3 separate regions of the Sus scrofa genome follow, and all the other regions are linked to region 2. The links are chromatin contacts, called in public Hi-C and HiChIP or PLAC-seq maps. All regions are on one chromosome and are shown on one strand. Each heading gives the region's core, a stretch centred on a gene start, on an enhancer-like site or on the middle of the called end of the contact. The rest is flanking DNA. Distances are from core to core; before and after follow the strand shown.

Region 1 (3,904 bases), core at 121-2,620, 110 kb after region 2:
GCAATAACAAAAAATATTTTATACATACATAAATTATATAAATACACAAATTGATCTAAAGGAGATCAAGATGCATTTCCTAATGCTAAAATTTACTTAAATTTCACTTTTTTCTATGACCCCAAGTAGCAACAATTTACATTGTTCAGTAAGTAAAAAAGTGAAACTAAGTATAGTGATAAATATATGAAAAACATACCTACTAAGAGAGCTCCAACTCATGTTTCTTTAAAGAATACATCATCAACATTTTTAAAGAGAAAGACGATTACTTTAAAGTGAAAAAATAAAGTTTCACTCTAGGTTACCATCGACTGATCTATGAGGCAAAAATGGCATGTAGTATAGTGATAACAGGATTTCTTAAGAAAAAAAATCAGAGCAACCGAGATCCCACTTTTCTGCTTTTAAATTCTCTGCAGTGTGTCTATTTTTAATATCTAAAGATATTGTTGAAAATGGTTATATAAAATCTGAGGTTGTTAATATCAGATTATTAAGGTACTTCATTGCAACTTGTTAATTTAACTCAAAATATTGGAGTATAAAATAATGTATCAGCTTACAAGACAAAATTCAGTTATAATAAAATCAAAATTGACAGCTTCAAAAATTAGATGAAAGTGACTTTGAGCTTCAGCATTCCTTTCATTTCAAAAAAAATCATCATTTTTATTGTGAAAAAGCAATTAAATACAATTATTTAAAGTTATTCGGTCATGCTTATATATCAAGCACCTCTATTAAAACATTTGTTATAAATACTATCAAGGTGTTAATAGATTTTTTAAAATTATACAGTACTTCTAATATGTTTTAGAATGCTAAACACCATGGTATTAAAATATATAAAAATCTCATTTAAAAATGTTAAGCTTAATTGTGCTCACACTGAAACTTCTAGAAAACTTCATTACTTACTGTCCACTGAGTATTACTTACAGAGATTAACAATTTTAAGAATTCATCTTTTATTTATTCTGAAGTGTTTTGAATAACCCTTTCGTACTGTATACTTCTCAGTGAGATAACCATCCCTACTCTGGTCTTCTGAGAAAAACAAAAAAATCAGTAAACATTTTCCTCTAAGATTGTTCTTGTTACAGCTTATTTTAGGTGCCCACAAGGAGAAATTCATAATTCTCAAGGCAACAATATGAGGAAAATTTTTTTAAATGCTTGCTTCATATTTATGGTATAAAGTCATTATGACATGCCTGCACAACTGGTTATGGCAGCTTTCAGACATGATTTCTAATAAATTTTTTTTTTTTTTTTTTTTTTTTTTTTTTGCTCCAGGTTCTTTAGAGAAAGCTTGCCGCTGGGAAGTTGATTTTGGCCAAGTGCCAAAATCATGTGCAAAGGGGCCTCATTAGGGATTCATGGCAGCCTTCAGCACTAACAAAAAATGTGACCCAACAGGCTAAATCAGCGACTAAAATTAAAAAGTAAGAGACAAAGACAACTTACTTAATATTCCTTCCAAAGCAACATTAAACTTTTTTGGTAATTAAACCCTTGTTAGTCTAATGCAGTGTTCCTCTGTTCTCAAATGATTGTACAATTACTCTTTAAAACTTGTCAATTTCCCTTCTAAATACACTTTCTTTCTGTGGCAGTTTACAAAGATTTTGCTATATAATAAAACTCTATATCCACTATAATCAGTGCAACAGCAGAAAACAAAATCGTAAAAATGCCGACCACAGTATTCCCTTAAGATTTAAACAAACAAACAAAAAAATAAGCAAACAAATAGTACCTTTTAAACTTCTACCAAAGTGATCAGGCACACTCCAAACTCCTGTCGCTGGTGATGAATCATTCTCGCTGCCCAACTTTCCCCCCCAAAAAAGTAGATTTGATACGCAGCCTTACCTAGATGTCTTCTGGCTTTTCTGCAGATCAAAAAGTTTCCTGCCTAAGCACACAGATATTCTTTCACAAACCATAAAGGCCCTTTTATGAATCCAGCACTGTAACAGGCTGCCTTCCACACCATGTTGAGAGCCCAGTGCGTCAGTTCTCAAGATAAAATACATGGCTAATACACAATTAGTGGGAGAAGTTGCCTGCTGGAGAATTTATCTTAACGAAAGAAGGAAAAAGAGGAAAAAGCAGCTTTTTTTCTTTCTTTCTTTCTTCTTCTTTTTTTTTTTTTTTTTTTTTCTGGAAAAAGCGAAGAGGGTGCGGTCAGATGTTAGGTTTTGCCTGAGAAAGGCCCTACACTGCACTAGTACCTAAATACTAGCAGAAGCTGCCTGGGAAGAGAGCCAATGGAAGGACTTTGTTTGACCCAGCTGCCAATCTCCCCTGAAGCCGTGCGCCAGACTAAACACTCACACTATTTTAACTCAAATCAGGCTACAGCAGCTGTTTGCTTTCCGGCTCTGAACGCTGCACCCACCATGGCCTGTGTGGTTCACCCAGCGAGCTGTGCTCACTGCCTGGCTAAAATCTGTTCTGGGTTGGGAATTTTTCATTGGAGAGTAAAATTTAACCCTACTCCTAAAGATGATGTTTGTTGTTTGGCATTTGGATCTGGCAATTTGGAATAATTTTATGATCTATTAAAAGAAATGTGATATTTTATACCACGGAGGAGAACTGGAATTTGAAAGTAACAATGATTCATGCATTTTTTTTGAAATTCCAACTTCAATTCTTCTGACATATTCAAGTTAACACTAAAACTGCTACACTAAAATATCATATAGCAATAAACGAGGGCCCTACCTAGTACCTCTAAGATCAAAGATGGTACCCATTCAACCCACCCAAACTTCTTCCACTTTACCAAGATGGAAAGCTGGCATCATTGGACTGGAGACTCACATCATTCTGAGAGTTAGTACTTACTGCTTAATGCTCTGGAAAATTCCTCCAGAAGCAACACCTAAGCACACAAGTACTTTGTTTTCCTTATATGAGAAAGTACCCAGTGGTCCAAGTGATCTTTCCTAAATTTCTAAGCATATTTAGCTACCAGGCAGAGTGTGAAAATAATGTCTTAAATGGCAAAAGATGAAAATTTGCCCACTGGTAGCCTAAAGTGAAAAGGACATCAAAAAGAAGTTAGGAGAGGCATGATTTCAGTAATAAAGTGATCTGATAAAGTAGGGAGAAGAGATCTGATAATGAAAAGTTATTGCACATAACATAGGAGCCAAACATTATGTACCTGCTGAAAATAAGTCAGGAAGTCATTCAACAAAGGGAAGGGAGAGAGAAGTTGAGTGGACTGTGATAACATAGACTCACTCCTGACCAAATGCCTAATTATGGATAACAGTCATGAGAGAAGATAGCATCTTTTCATTTAAGGATTTTAATTTCTGCTGTTGCTTAGGAGTAGAAGGATGTTTCTCCATTGAGGGCAAGTAGCCAGTAAGACTTGTACTTTTTTTTTTTTTTTAACTAATAACTAATTTGGTTCACACCATAGCCAGAAGATGACCAAAAAAGAAATATTTCTAATATACTGTAAAAGCGTCTTCAGGGATTGTTTCAGAAAGTTGTTTCTTTTGCCTTAGCAGAGAGATTACTTTGTTTCTATCGCTGCCCTCCAAATAATACGTCTGTTTACATGTCTTAGAAACTGGAGATATAAGTTACAAAAAGCGTAATTTTATAACAAAATGTTGTTTTCTCAGATACGAAGTGAAGATGGTTATGGAAAGGTTGAACTATTAGGTTTGATGGGTGCACATAAACTGAAAGATCCAATTCATTAAAAATGCATATCAAGATAATATTGTATAACAGGTGAGTTACTATCTTATTCTGAAAATAATACACATATCAATCCGAAAGATTCCCATGGGTTCTGGCTTCCTTCGTGGCAGAGTTGGAATTCAAATTCTCATGGAACCAAATAAAATGCTGGCAAATGGTTTCTCTTGTG
Region 2 (3,772 bases), core at 1,109-3,608:
TATAACTAAACACAGTCAATATTATTTTTTCTTAACAAATATTAAATATTATTGCTCTTTTGCTTTTTATTTTTACCTGAGATGACTTGCTCCTATGATCACTTTCTTCACTTCTCATATCCATTTTAAGTTTTTCCCTAAAACAACCACAAAAGGAGAAATATCAGACAACTGCTGTCTAGGAGGAGCATCTGGGTGGACGGTGGGAATGAAGGTAGAAGACCGAGAAGAAAACACAGTATCAAAATGGGCAAAACCTTTTAAAGTATTTTTAAAGGCTTGGAAGACTCGTGGAGCCCCACCCAAGGCTACTCATATGACATATAATGTGGTTTCATAGTTTGCATGTATGCGTTCATTTTGGTTGGTGTTGTTTTCACAGTAATAGTTTTGAAAGTGAAAGGAGGCATGGCTGTTAAAGAAGCGACTAGGTTTTGTACAATGAACTAGTGAAAGCTGAAAAGAGATTTGGATTTGGCATGGAGCTTAATAAGATAATTAAGAGTGTAGAGATTAATGGCTCCTAAAAATAACATTTAAAATAATGTTTTTCAACTAAAGGATCTTGAAACATGAAAACAGGTTTAAAAATGTTAATTAAGCCTGTGAAAGTTGATGTTCCATTAGCTGAGGCAGCATAAAGGAACAAGAGCTATTTTTTAAATAATTGGTGAACAATAAACAATAAACTTAATAAAATGTTTTCCTTGAATGTTATCAGTATATTAGGTATTTGTTATTTCCCACAATTCTTTGTAGAATTAAAAAAAGGTAGAATTTATAAGTTCTACAGTATTTTCTCATTGTTTATATATTTTTATTACAATAAAATATGATTTTAAAAGCAGAACAGTTTGCTTAAAGTTTATTATTTTTATGGAAAATATAGTATCAATTCTTAACATGAAAATTATACTCTATATACGCTATGTACTTAAAAACATTTTCTCTCTTTAACAATTTTAAAACATGTTTTGAAACAGTTTTAATGGAAATTAAAATAGGTGGAATATATCAGCTAATCCTTTCTCATTGAACCAGGAAAAACTGGGTTTTTGTTATAAAATGCTTCAATTGCTTAGCAATTTACTTCTACAAACAGACAAAATAATTAGAATGCAATGCATTTATCTGCTGATCCAATACACTGCTTTAAACTAAAAACAAGTTTGTATGTACTTTTTCTACTAAAATAATAGATATTTCCAACACTCTCAGCAATAGCTCTAAGACAAATTATTCTTTTAAATATATTTTAACAGTCAGTATTATTGTGGAAAAAGCTTTTTTCTACTTAGCAACTGAGAACATGATATTTTCATCTCTATTTGTTACACTGAAATCCTGGTAAGTAATTTAAATATAGCCTCCCCCAAACTAAATTTTATTTATCAGAAGTTTAATATATATTCTAACACGACCTCTTTTTTGAAGTTGAAAAAGTTTCTTCTTTCACATTTTAAATTATGAGTCAACGGCACATGAAAGGTTTAGTTTCTTTACCAACCAGGGCTAAATGCTCACTTTTCTTAGACAGCAAAAACTAATACTGTACACAATAAGCACAGATAATATATTAATGTTTTTCCAAAACTTCTATGTATAACAAAAATAAAAACAGGTACCATCTTTTGCATAGAGATTTTTCTATTTTTACTAAAGTTTCTATTCTAATCAGGATTAGAGCAAGAGAGCAAAAGGAAAAAGTTAATAAGAGTAAAGTGGGTGATGAGTTAAATCAGAGTAAATTGAAAGTTCAAGGATCCCCTTTTACATAACAGTAGGCTTAAAAAGAAACAACAAAAAAAAGTTATACCTGATATGAAAGGTGCGATTTCACCAAGAGCAATATATTGCTTATTATGCCATGTTTTGGAAATAATACAAAATAAAGAAGGCTCATTTGCTTATGTTGCCTTACAAAGCTGCTTTACAAAGCCCGATGTCTCTGTAGTTATACAAGCCAATGTTGGCTTTTTTTTTTTTTTTTTTTTGGTTTGTTTTGGTTTGGATTTTTGTTTGTTTGTTTTTGTTTTTGTTTTTGAGCAGGAGCGTCTCTTTCTCTCTCTCTCTCTTTTTTTCCCAGCACTGTTGCAAGGAGTAGGACAAACTCAGATTTTTTTTTCTTCATGGCTCCTGCTATTTCTTGGAAAAAAGGACCAGGGTGCTTGTCTTCTTTTTCTTGCTTCTCGGTATTCCAGGCACAAAGCACTGCGCAGAAGCTGCACCAATCCTTGCCGTCCCTGGCAGCAGAATGGTAGAAGGTGGGAGAGACCAGGAATCCTTCCAGGCTGTGCTGACTTTAGAAATGAGGATTGCACACGTTTGTCTCCTGAACCAAAAGGGTGAGAAGGCAGGGTGCCAGTTTGCTACACTGCTGCAATGATCTCATGCTCACTGCTGCTGTCGTCCTGTTTGCCCAGTTCAAATGCCTGTTCATTATAAACCAAAAAAAAAAAAAAAAAAAAAAACCTACTTGGATTCTTCAGCAAGCAGAAAGGGTATTAACGTTTTAAAAAATCAGCGGTAAGAAAAGGCAAAAAAACAAAAAAAGCACACACAATTTTAGGATTCACTTGTTATGCCTCAATATTCTGTTTATATGTTCTTTCTTTCTTTCTTTTTTTTTTTTTTCTATTTAGAGATAAGCAGCAGAATTTATCAGGCGTGAAAGGGACAGCCTCCTGGTGGCCTGCCAAAAACCCAGAATAAAGGCGAAGTTGTGCTTCAAAGCTCAGTCGCTTGCTGAGTCTGGCTAAAGTCAAGTATTAAGATCCACCATTTTCTGAGCCATGCTAGAAAAGAAGAAAAAAGTCAGGACGGTTGCTGCTTTCCAAGTCTCCGTTGGCACCATCACAAAATCTCAGTCGTAAGGTCACATGATTCTCTGCCAAATGTAGAGTGCATTCCCATCAACCATTCTGCTGATACTGCGAAGGCAGCTATTGTCTCGTTTAGACCCAAAGTTCAGCCCACTCTTCATTGAATTAGCTGAAAAACGCATCACCTTTGGGGGCTGGGAGTCATGGAAACGTCTACCTGGCAAGCTGCCCACTTTTTCTGCCCATCAACCAGAGATGGAATTGTGCTGCCTAATGCAATGATGACTTGGAATGTGAAGAGTCGTCCAAAGTGAATCTGATTCTTGCAACGCCTGTTTCAGTTTGCACAGAAAACTCTGGCTTCTTGTAGTTAAGGGTGTGTGTGTGCTGGGGGGGAATCCTTCAGACTAAATGTAGCAAATAAAGGTCTGAACATGCCTACTCCGTAACTTTATTTCACAACACAAATGGTTCTCAAAGGAAAAGACTGAAGTCTCTGCAAGTTTTCCCTTCCCCTGCCCCCTTTTCCTTTCTGAGTGAATGCAACAAGCCCAGGACGTTTGTTTTAGTCCCTTGCATTAAGATTGAAAAGCTCTTGAGTTTTGTCTTGCTTTTTATTACTTTCTGATTTTTATCTGGCACCAGTTTTGTACTACACGGCCACAATATCCTCCAGCAGCAGTGGGGATGCATTATTGCTTCAATCTCCGTCAAAGTGGTCCCCTGAGGGATGCCAGTTGTCTCTTCAACCGCGCACACCCCTGCAACTGGGTCCTGGGGTAATCCTCAGCAGTACCTAGCACAGCTGCTGTGCAAGTTTGCTAAGATTTGACTCATGGAAGAAGTGCTCTTTCTGTTCCTTCACCAGCTACAGTTTTCCTGTGTGGCGTGAAAGATCCCGTTGAAAGATACAAGGAATGTATCAACAGCTTCTAGGCAATCAAATGAAA
Region 3 (4,034 bases), core at 274-2,773, 68 kb before region 2:
ATTCATTCATTCAATGAACACATTGATAATTAATAAGAAAACATCAAGTGCTATGTACTTGAGATTAAAAGTTAAAAGAAGCTCAGTTTAGTGGAAAATAACTGCCAATAACCAGTTTCTCACAGATCAGCTCTCTGTCTTGCTTCATACAAACTCCCCCCATCCTAACCTCAACCCATTCCACTAAGTCCACTGAATTCATTGGACCATACCAGGTTCATGACAGCTCTTACCCAGGACTTGAGGCTGCTGCCATTCAAGATGCTCTTCCAAGTTAGAGTTTGAGGATGGAAGGAATGGATTAAAACAATATAGTCTATGTGGTATACATGGGCACGCACATGCGCGCGCGCGAACACACACACACACACCACACACACACACACACACACACACAATCCTAGCTCCAGCTTCCAACCCTTGAGTCTTCAACGTGCTGTAGGTCTTTCCTATCTCTCTTGACATAGTTATGTGATTCTCTAGCCAATGGAGAAACTTAATTCATGTTTTAATGATGGTGAACTCAACTTCCCTTGTTCCTGTCTTACCTTTTCATGGGAAGCTTTTAGGTAAAATACACTAAATTTTTCAAACAGATTTCCTTGAAGGTCTTTCCTATTGTTTGACATAGAAAGACATGCCCTCTCATATTAACCATGCAGGCTCTCTGTTGCTGTGGGATTGTGAAATCAATATTTGTTCTAAAAGTTAGGCTTCTTTCTTTGTCCTAAACAAAGGGCAGAGCTTTGCTAATTTTCCAAACCAGCAAGTTTTAAGCCCTGAGTGATCATTTGGGCATTTCATAGAGTGGTGGCATTGTTTCCTGTAGCAGAGACCTGCCTGGGACTCCAAAGGAACCTTTCAATGTCAGCAAAAATCTAGGGCTTATAAAAAGGAGAAGGAGGGGCATGAATCAACGGGCAGAAAGTTCTGGAAGCTGAGAATAAGGGTAGCAAGTTAATATTCTGATAACGGGGTTTTCAAATCTAAATGCTCTGGAATCCAAACCAAAATGCAGTACAAGACACTTTGACGTGACTTAAAAAATTATTGAAGAAGCAGGGAAATGAAAACACCTAGAGAAAGTTCTATATGTTACATGTTAAATACATAAGCACATATACATTATTGTTGATATATTTTAAATTTTGAAAATGCTCTAGGTATACAGTCTTGATCATATTTTCCTTGGTGTTCGCATGAAGACAAAAAAAAAATAAAATGAGGACTTGGTAATCCTCTTCAAGGTGTATGTGGGCTGCAATGGACTTCCTCTACTTCACAAGCAAGGCTTAAGAGAGTACCTTGGGAGCTTGGGAAGGGTTAAAGTTTTGTCTGTGACACTGAAATTGAGGCCAGCTGTAGGTCATATTCACGTCCCAGTCACAGGAAAATGAACCTGTGAGACAGAACCTAATTATCTGCTAAACCAAAAGCCAGTCTCAGTTCAATAACTTACGACAGAGCTAGCAGCCAGATATAGTGTTACCATGGCAACACTGGAAAAAGCTCCACTGCGGTTGAGAAAGAGGAGGAAGGGAAGGAGACTGTAACCCTAAATGTGCTGTAGCCGTTTGATCTTGGACAAGTGGGTCTGTCTAGAAAACCAGGTTATTCCATATACGCTACCATTGTCTGTTCACTTTAATACCTGCCATGATTACTGAAAAGAATAATGCAATCATAATTTTCTCTGGGCTTAAAATAATCCATTGGTAAATGGAAATATATTTTAAAGGAAAAAAAAAAACCCATAAGCTTCCCTTTTCTCCTCTTAGATACCATCCCCAAATACAGATAAAACAGGACACAAAGAGTGAGGATTCTTGAATACCTCGTCACTGTAAAGAATGAATTCTGTGTCCATGAAGTTCACTGTCACTTTCTTTTCCTCTTATTGCCAAATGCCAAGATATTTTTGAGAGCAAACTTCTTTGGAATTAAGCAATACTGTTTGCTTTTCTAATGGGTAGAAGTAGAACTGGAGAGTAGAAGAGAAATAGTTGTTTTCCGTGAACTCTAAACTTCCAAGTGAATAATTTCCTGGAATATGGAGTTAAGAAGAATCATACATTAGAGGGAGACAAGCCCTGCCAGGTTGGTCATTTTTCTTCTTGCCAGTTCAAGTTTGTGGTTCTTTCTGAAATAGCAATGGATTTCTGAATTTAGGAGATAATGAGGCTTAGGAACATAAATACTTCACTAGCCAGGTACCATGAATAATGTGAAAATAGCATCTCAGTAAAATTATTTGTAGAAATAATAAGAGCTTACCATACAGTTACATGCACTTAGAGGGGGGATTCAAAAGTACATTCCTTTCTCTCTCTCTCTTTTATAATCCTTCCCAGTGGAGACAAGTCATGCTAAAGCTTGTCAGTTACAATTATTGGATTTCAACATAATTGACAATTTTGATATGTCATTAATGATGTGATAAGACACCTCTAGTACATAATGTTATCACTTGGGCTTGCTATCCAGTTGTGATGCCAAATTTGAATCACATAGATACATATGCATAAATATAGAGGTACAGCAGTGTTTATGTATAACTCACAAGCACACTGGGTTTGGAATATGGAGAGAAAGGAATATGGAGATGAATAATACCCTTTTCATATGCATGAATAACTTTGCAGTAATGCAAATGAGAAAACACAAAATGGAAAGTAGGTTTCTTCTAGCAGAAATATGACTAAGAATGTAGCCTGAAATTTGCCAATATATTAAAGTCACTTATGATATCTGTGATTTTCTTTAAAGTGTCACATCTTTTAAAAACACTTTACCCTACCCTATTATATTTTAAGTATATAATTACATAAATATAGAAATCCACAACTTTAAATTCCTTTAAACTACTACAACGCATGAAAGGGAGCTTTAGGATTTTAAGAAGATAAAAGGTAGAGGTGGGAGCGAGGGCGTGTGTGTGCAGACAAGCAACATCAAAGGGCAAAATGAATTTTCTGATTAATTTCCAGGTAGAAGTAACCTAACCTCTACTCCTGACCCTAGGTTAATTCCTTTTCAAGTAAATGGAAGCCAGAGAGTATACCCCTTTCTAAGACAGATGTTTCTGAGATCTGATTATTAAAAAGCCTTATTGGTTGCAAAGATGCCAACAATACAGTCCAATAAACTGTTAGGATCTTGTTACTCTTAATATGAATAAGTTTTTCTCTTAATCTTTCTACTTACATGAATTAACTAGCTAGAAAAGAAAATGAAGCAATTTTATCAGAAAAGCATCTGAAAGAGCTATTGATTCAAATGCTTTTGCATTTTAGCCTTATCACACATGATTAGCTTGTAGATATGAGCTTAATAATGATGCAAAGCACCAGATTTCATTGGATTCTCTGTTCCACCTGAATTCCCAGGAAAGATGTTAGAAGCACCAACAAAGAAACAATGCTGTTTTTCTCATGATGTTCTTTTAGTCAATGATTTTGAAGAGATGTGCCATGGCTTTACAGAGCACATTCTCAACTATTCCACTGCATATTTTCTTTGGCATCATTAATATTTCCTGTATTTTTGTGGGTGGGTGTACTTATGTGTACTTTTGTTTCTTTCTTCTTGTAATCTTAATGTCGCTCTGTAGGTAAGAATTCTGTGAAGCATACGCTCCAACTAGTATAAAGGCTGGATGATAACCTTCAGTTAACATGAAACAAATACAATAAAATAAACTGTAGTGGAAACTAACTTTACAGCTTAGAATAATCTGCTTGCTATTTGGAAGGTACTCAGTGTATTTGCTGATTGAGTGAATAAATATATAAGCCTATCTGACAAGGACAAAGACAAAATAAGAAAAAGCAAGGTCTTGAAAGAAACTTCAAAAAGACTACACCCTATGCTAACCTCGGATAAACTATAAAAAAAAAAAAATATTTCCAAAGGTTCTTAATTCACTCACTAGAAAGGAAAAGAAAAAATAAAATCTAGAAATATAGTTATCACTCTTGAATCTACCATTTTAAAATGGACTAGAATATTCTAGAATATATGAGAATGCAATATGT

What was found. A called contact is a pair of places that touch in the nucleus more often than the background predicts. HiChIP or PLAC-seq counts read pairs in DNA pulled down with a chosen protein or histone mark.
Region 1: an H3K27ac HiChIP or PLAC-seq map of skeletal muscle shows a contact between it and region 2. The contact joins two enhancer-like sites. A contact is called at or near these places in 11 of 47 Hi-C or Micro-C datasets (embryonic fibroblasts, fetal heart ventricle, fetal skeletal muscle and 7 more) and 1 of 2 datasets of contacts at active chromatin or transcription factors (skeletal muscle).
Region 3: a contact with region 2 is called in a Hi-C map of liver, with 9 times the contacts expected there. The contact joins two enhancer-like sites. A contact is called at or near these places in 6 of 47 Hi-C or Micro-C datasets (embryonic fibroblasts, epiblast stem cells, fetal heart ventricle and 2 more).

What each region holds. Positions count from the first base shown.
Region 1 is chr13:181,187,972-181,191,875 of Sscrofa11.1, reverse strand. All of the region lies in intron 5 of LOC106508546, which reads right to left. Among named protein-coding and RNA genes, the nearest start is that of MIR99A, 110 kb to the left of the region's middle. Within about 2 kb of position 1,370, at least 18 of the 83 cell types and tissues checked have an H3K27ac peak or open chromatin away from gene starts, as enhancers often do. A contact at or near this core is called in fetal skeletal muscle and skeletal muscle, where this site is marked.
Region 2 is chr13:181,297,172-181,300,943 of Sscrofa11.1, reverse strand. It overlaps a transcript of LOC106508546 not described here. Among named protein-coding and RNA genes, the nearest start is that of MIR99A, 3.4 kb to the left of the region's middle. Within about 2 kb of position 2,358, at least 41 of the 83 cell types and tissues checked have an H3K27ac peak or open chromatin away from gene starts, as enhancers often do. A contact at or near this core is called in fetal skeletal muscle, liver and skeletal muscle, where this site is marked.
Region 3 is chr13:181,364,135-181,368,168 of Sscrofa11.1, reverse strand. It overlaps a transcript of LOC106508546 not described here. Among named protein-coding and RNA genes, the nearest start is that of MIRLET7C, 63 kb to the right of the region's middle. Within about 2 kb of position 1,523, at least 8 of the 83 cell types and tissues checked have an H3K27ac peak or open chromatin away from gene starts, as enhancers often do. A contact at or near this core is called in liver, where this site is marked.